Linked DNA regions of Rattus norvegicus: region 1 is linked to region 2. A link is a contact called in public Hi-C data. All regions are on one chromosome and are shown on one strand. Each heading gives the region's core, a stretch centred on a gene start, on an enhancer-like site or on the middle of the called end of the contact. The rest is flanking DNA. Distances are from core to core; before and after follow the strand shown. Region 1 holds the start of Pdzd2 (PDZ domain containing 2). Region 2 overlaps Pdzd2 (PDZ domain containing 2).

Region 1 (3,144 bases), core at 192-2,691, 390 kb after region 2:
CTGGCTCATCCTAGTGGAAGAAGAAATTCATGTAGCCAGAACAACCACCCACAGCCAGGGGTGTGCTCTGAGATATTAATTCCACCCTCACAAGCAGCCCTCCCACACCACACCTGCCAGCATGTACCTACCTGGCTCCCACCCAGAAGTCACGGGCCAGAAAAAGCTGACCCAGTAGAAACAGTGGAGACCTACCCCCCCCCAAGCCGGGAGCAGAGATGAGTGTGGGAGACCCCCCCCCCCAGTCAGAGAAGTGCCCTGAAGATTCAGGGGTGTGTCTGCAAGAGGAGCTCACTTTCTTTCGTCACTCCGCAATCACTTACCTGCAGGAGCCTCATCGTGACTTGTCAAGCAAAAGACGTGTAAGAGGCAAAACCGAGCTTAGGCCTCCACAATGCTCAACCTCCAGTCCCAGTATATGCTCTGGACTCTGGAATGCCCCGGTGTCTGTCTTTCCAGTGTCTGCCACCAGCACATGCCAGACCTGGTGTGACTTCAGTGTTCCTTATCAAGATCTATGCATAGAGCAGGGCTGCCAAAGGTAGGCAGCAGGTAAACTTCTGTCCAGGGTCCTAGATCCTTCGTCCCGCCCCCCTCCCCCCAATTCAGTCTTGTGCTTCATGGGGAAGGCGGGCAGGGGGCTGAAGGGGAGTGGACTTCAGGAAGAAATACTTTCCTACTGGAACATCCCTTATCTCCCTAGCAGATGACATTAAAACCCCAAAGATGCCCTTACTCTTCATGCAGACTCTTTCTCGCGCCTCTTAGTGGGTAGGGGATTAGCGAGAGACGAAGCGCAGGAGGATGGTCCTTAAAACAGTGGCTAAGGTAGGGAGACAAACCAACACACTAGGTTAAGGACTCTTGGCCCGATTTAGGCGTCCCAGGCAATGAGCCTCCGGTTATTCCTGTCTCTTGTCTCGCTCCGCCCAACCTCTCTGCTCCACTGTGCCCCTCTTACCTCCCACCAGAAGGAAGAGGAGTTTGTGCCACCCAACGTGGGATCCCACTTGGGTGCCCTCACTCACCGCTTTGCTTGGACTGGGATTCCCGCACCCGATTGTCACTGAACTTTCTCCAGAGCACACCGTCCTGGGGTTACGAGCTCCGCTACCCCGAGAGCCCACCCGAAGCCCCACCCCCGTGGCGACCGTAGCACCAGGTCTCTTCACCTGTTCGTGGATCGGCGGAGGCTCGAGCCGCTCCTGGCGCGTCCAGACTCAGGCGCCGCCCGGCGGTGCCCGCGCAGCTACCGCCGCCCCTTCCACCACCGGTGCCGCCGCCGCGCCTGCCCGGAGAAGCTGCGCCGCAGGGGTTCGCCGGTTGCCGCGGTAGGCGCAATCCCGAGCGTCTTGAGATCGGTCGGGCGCTTGGAGGGCGCCCGCAGCAGCCGCCCCGCCGCGTCCCACTGCCCGCCGCCAGCACGCACTGGCGCTGGGAGTGAGCTGCTCGCTGCGCAGCGCAGCGCAGCGCAGGGATGCTCCGAGCCTCCAGAATGGGCGGGGATTCCTTCCCTCTGCTGGATTCGAGGGGCGGGAACTACCTTCCCGGAGTGACAGGCCCAGGGGGCGGGGATTCCCCTGCAGGAATGACAAGGTGGGCGGGGATTCCCCCCGAGCAAGCCCCGGAGCCGGGAGGACCGCTCTCCCAGGGAAACAGCAGTCCTGGTGCGCCCGCTTCCTGGGGATCCTGGGAGGAACCGATCCAGGGAGACTGCGGCTCAGAGCTGCCATGTAGGCAGGGCTTGGGGCGCCATCTAGGTGGAAGAACCAGAGCTAGGAGGCTTAATTTGCTTTTGCATAGCACGTAGTAGCACATAGCGGAGAAAAATGTCTATTGCCTTTTCAGGGCCTGGGGAGGCCCAGGGAGACTGGAGAAGAGCCACCATCCACCCCAACCTTCCCTGGCCTCTAGCCCTTAGGATACCAATACTTAATATAGTATTAGTCTGAGCATTCCTTGGGAGAGAGAACCTCTTTGCGTCTTAAGAACCCCAGAGCTGTTAATCCTTCAATTAAGCCGCTAGAGGAAATTCCATGGGCCCCAGGATGCAGGATTTGGATCTTATGGACCTCCTGCTGAGTGGACCTCAAGAGCTAAGGCCAACTGCCCTCCGTTTTATTCCAGGTCACTGGGAGAACGGGAGCCTCTGGCTTTTTGGATGCGTCATCCCATGGATTTCAGGAAGCCTTCAAATATTTTTGGTTCCTTTTTTTGTCATCCTTGTCATTCTGCCTACCACAGGGAGAGGACGATAAGAACATAATAGGGAGACTGCACGGCTCTGCAAATTAAGCTCTCTTGAGAGGAAAAGGCTGGTCTTTTTCAAGTGCTGGCAGATAAGGGTAAAAACATACGAAAAATTACAAACCTCGGGATCATGAGTTGTTGAATAAATGCTTTTGACATTTTCTGCAGAGCAGTAATTGGAAATCTTTGCTTTGAGGGAGATGGGGATATGGTGGAGCGTGGCTGGGCTCTAGATTTGTTCAGCAAAGCGTTAAGATCTGCTCTCTTGGAAGAGCAGATAGACATACGTCACCTTCAACCCTCGCAGAGCGTCCCTCAGCACCAGTGACCAGAGTAGACCCAAGGCGTTTCTAGAGAGCATTTTCAGCAAGTTGTCGGGGTTCTTTTCCTCGGCTTTTATAATTCCCAATCTTCAGAGATCAATGTCTGTACAAATCCAGGCCTGCAGTATTACAGACTGCACAGCCTTCACCACCTGCAAGCTTCTCTTCTGTCTACAGAGAAGACACTCGCCGTGCGGAACGGAGCAAGGATCAGTGGTAGGCTGTTCCGTGTAGCACTACGGAGGTGTTCAATGAGACAGGCCTAGAAAGGTGTTATTAGGACGCCACGAAGAATTCTTCCCCAATTATGCAGTGCTATCTGTTTGTTCAGCGATCCTAGCCTCAGCTGCCACCGCCCCCTCCCGATCTCAGGAGCCTTGAAGAGGCCACCTGTGTCTCCTAAGCCTCTGTGCTCAGCACCTGGCACAGCCAGCAAGCCACTGAATATGCAAATGGTCACCGCTCCAAAGGTTCTCATTGCTCCCTCTCACCCAGCCGGTTCCAGTCCTTTCAGCCCAACCCTGTGCTCCAACCAGGAGAGTCTGTTGCTTTTGTCAGAAGGACATTCTCC
Region 2 (3,223 bases), core at 239-2,738:
TTTGGTTTTTTTGCTGTCCGTTTTATTTACTTATGTATTATTTATGGTTTCTCGAGAGAGAGGGTTTCTCTGTAGAACAGCCCTGGCTGTCCTGGAGCTAGCTCTGTAATCCAGGCTGGCCTTGAACTCAGAGATCCACCTGCCTCTGCCTCCGAGTGCTGGGATTAACAGCTGTAGTTTTGTTCTTTTGGAGACAGGAGCGCAGTACCTCAGGCTACCTTGAAGTATGGGTGTGCTCCAGAGCGGTGGCTGCTGGGAATTAAACTAGGACCTCTGGAAGAGCAGTCAGTTCCCTTAACCACTGAGCCATCTCTCCAGCCCCGAGAATGTATATTCTCGCCTCTTTTGTAGTATTTGTCTCTTCAGAGCCTTAATAGAGAAGATGGTTTTTATTTTACCCTGTGAAGCAGGACCCCAGAGCAAGTATGAGGAGGAACATAGGCTTTTCTCTGAGGAAGAGAAAACTTTCGTGAACAATGAGAGGAAAACCTGGCAAATAATTGCTTAGTGGCAAAGAGGGTCGGGTGGAAGTTGGAAATCGGGGATTTATAGTGGCATTCTTCATTGTGGGTGTGGGATGTGTCAGTAATAGCAGACATAGGTTCCAAGACTCTGGCCAGGATCCAGGCCTAGCTAGCTAGTGTGTGTGTCTTGTCTGTTGTGAGAGGAAGTGTGAATGGATCAGGCTTAAATGGGAGAAAGCAGCAGTTGCTATTGTTGTTAAGATGTAGTGAGAAGTGCTCAGGGATCTGTGAGAGCCAGATGGAGACATGTTAGAGGTGTGCTGCTTCCCCTTGCCTCTTACCTGTATAGGTGATACGGAATAAACAGCACAGTAAAAAGAGCCTTGGTATTACTCATCGCATAACAACGAGGCAAAGCCAAGTAGTAAGCAGTGTTTATTTTTTGAAAATTATTTAAAAAATTGTTTACAGAGAGGTGGATTTACATAACTTGGCAACATTTTTAAAATGTACAGGCCATTTCATATTTATTGCACTTACTCTTTAATATATAAGGCATTTTATCTTACATAAATAATGTATAATGTACAAGTGTGGTGCCAATTAAAGTCAACCCTACAATGTAATGCGATATGTGTGGGAGGGTGTGAATGAAACCCAACCTACATGAGCCTTCACGATATTGTCTTACAACTACGATTTGTGTAACACATTTTACCTCATAGCTTACTGTGAGTGACTGACCACATACAAAGAAAGAAAAAGGGTTAGAACAATACCATTAGTGTTCACTGCAGGAAGTGTGGGGATTTATTAGACTAATCAGCAATACTAGTCATGCCTTGAACACTGAACACAAATAAATAGCTTTCTATCTCAGGGTCAGAGACAGGGCTAGCTCTTGCTTCTTCCCTTACATTCCCAGTTAGCTGGGAAGATCCAGGCCAAATGCTTGATGACTTAACATGGTGTAGCAAGTCCTCCGTGTACTCTTCAGATAGGAGCTCTGGGGACACTTGGAAAGAGGCCATTGCTCCCGGAAGTCCTGTCTGTTCACAAAGGACTTAATAGGCATGACTGTAAGGGAGTAGAGGCAAACAAAAAGGAAAGAAAAAAATGGTTTTCCGTGCTGACTTAAAATTATCATTCAAGTAAGAAAGCAGAAAACTGACCCTTGAGACTTAAACGACAACCTAGCATGCACCTTGCACTGACGTCTTAAGAGTATCCTACTTGTAACTGTAAGGAAAAGAAGATGCTAAGCCAGTTTTCCTAGCTAACTCCTGGACTGTAGTTTTCTCTGTGAGACCTGTTGAAAATGAGCCAGGTATATCGCGTCCGCCTACGGGCCCTCTCTTGGGTCCTCTGCAGGCGGCCAGCAGGATCGGGCTCAGATGATGACGTACGAAGGCAACAGCAGCTCAAGCACCTCAGCCGTCTTTCCCCTAGACCCAGCTGTTAACCAGAGCGGCGAAACCATAGCATTGTGCATGCGTGATTTGAAAACGAGGTTTCCACCCAAGACCCCAGGACCCAGCACTGGGTGGCACCACCTGAGGAGAGGGTGGTGAACACTGTGCAGTCCTTTTCCTTGAGAATGACTCACCCTGTTTTTCCATTTTCCTTGTTTGGTAAAGGAAGCTGGCGAGGCTTTGGAATTTAAGAAAATGATGGTCAGTGCAAAGGGAGGAAAAGCCAGCTTGTGAGGAGGAAGGGCTTCGAAGAAGTTCACGGCAGCCAAGCCGGAGGAGTTTTACAAGCAGCTTGAGTCAAAATGATCAGTGGGACCCTAGTTTTAGCAAGAGGAAGAGTTTGCAAAACAGGAAAAACCAAAATAGCAAGAAGTTGAACCACCGCAGATCTCTGTCAGGGAAGAGAGCTGGACTGTAGTCCAGCTTCTTTAGGTCTGGAGGGGAAAGGAGAAAAGCTAACAAGAAAATTTCCCCGAGAGGATGCTCCTCAGTCTGGACCACAGAATGCCTATGTTTGCAAGTCGAAGGATTGAACTCTCAAATTCCTTTCCGGTGGGGGGGGTGGTGGTGGTGGTGGTGGTGGTGGGGGTGCATGTATGTGTGTGGAAACAGAAACACGCTGACAACTTTGCCTGTTTTTGTGTTGATCAGCCTTGAATTCGACCATGTACTCAAGTTTGAAAACTAGATGCAAGGTGCTTTCGGGCTAGAACTTCCTCCCAGGAAGGGAAGCTCACAGCGATTTATTGCAACTCGTCAGAACTGTCGCTCTGGAACGGCCTTATGACTTACACTCTGAAACAGAAAACCATCAGAACTTCCTAGTTCGTATCATACATTACGTTCATTAAAAAATAGCACTTTTTCTTTTTCACTGTTGGGTGATTCCTGAGCTCTGCCTAACAATTAGGTCATAAATTCATTTTCTTTACGTCTCATTTTCCTTTTCAAGGTAACATACGTAGCTCTGCCTTCCACTGCATGTACCTAAAAGCACTGTCATTTACTTACAAAATTATATAAATCTACATACATAAATCATTTTCGCTGGGGCATTTGTGTTATCCTCTGGTCCCTACTCACCAGGACTGATGCTGGGAGAGGTGGCAGGAGGGAGGTGAGGGTGCAGCTAGGCGTTCCAGATGAAGAGCACGTCCACTCTTGATCCGAGGCACTGAATGAAATGATGCCCTCCCAGCCCTGACGGTCCAGGTAGGTGGTTTCCAGAGTTCGGGCTTCATTGTAAAAGTACAATCATGGAATTTGTCTAAGCTGTTTGTTGATTCA

The links. A called contact is a pair of places that touch in the nucleus more often than the background predicts.
Region 1: a contact with region 2 is called in a Hi-C map of Schwann cells, with 5 times the contacts expected there. The contact joins the promoter of Pdzd2 here to the enhancer-like site in region 2. A contact is called at or near these places in 3 of 12 Hi-C or Micro-C datasets (Schwann cells, frontal cortex and psoas muscle).

What each region holds. Positions count from the first base shown.
Region 1 is chr2:63,496,037-63,499,180 of GRCr8, forward strand. It overlaps Pdzd2 (PDZ domain containing 2), which reads right to left and starts at 1,442. Exons shown (of 24, transcript NM_022940.2): 1 at 1,173-1,442.
Region 2 is chr2:63,110,768-63,113,990 of GRCr8, forward strand. It overlaps Pdzd2 (PDZ domain containing 2), which reads right to left. Exons shown (of 24, transcript NM_022940.2): 24 at 883-3,223. Among named protein-coding and RNA genes, the nearest start is that of Golph3, 37 kb to the left of the region's middle. Within about 2 kb of position 1,489, at least 23 of the 93 cell types and tissues checked have an H3K27ac peak or open chromatin away from gene starts, as enhancers often do. A contact at or near this core is called in Schwann cells, where this site is marked.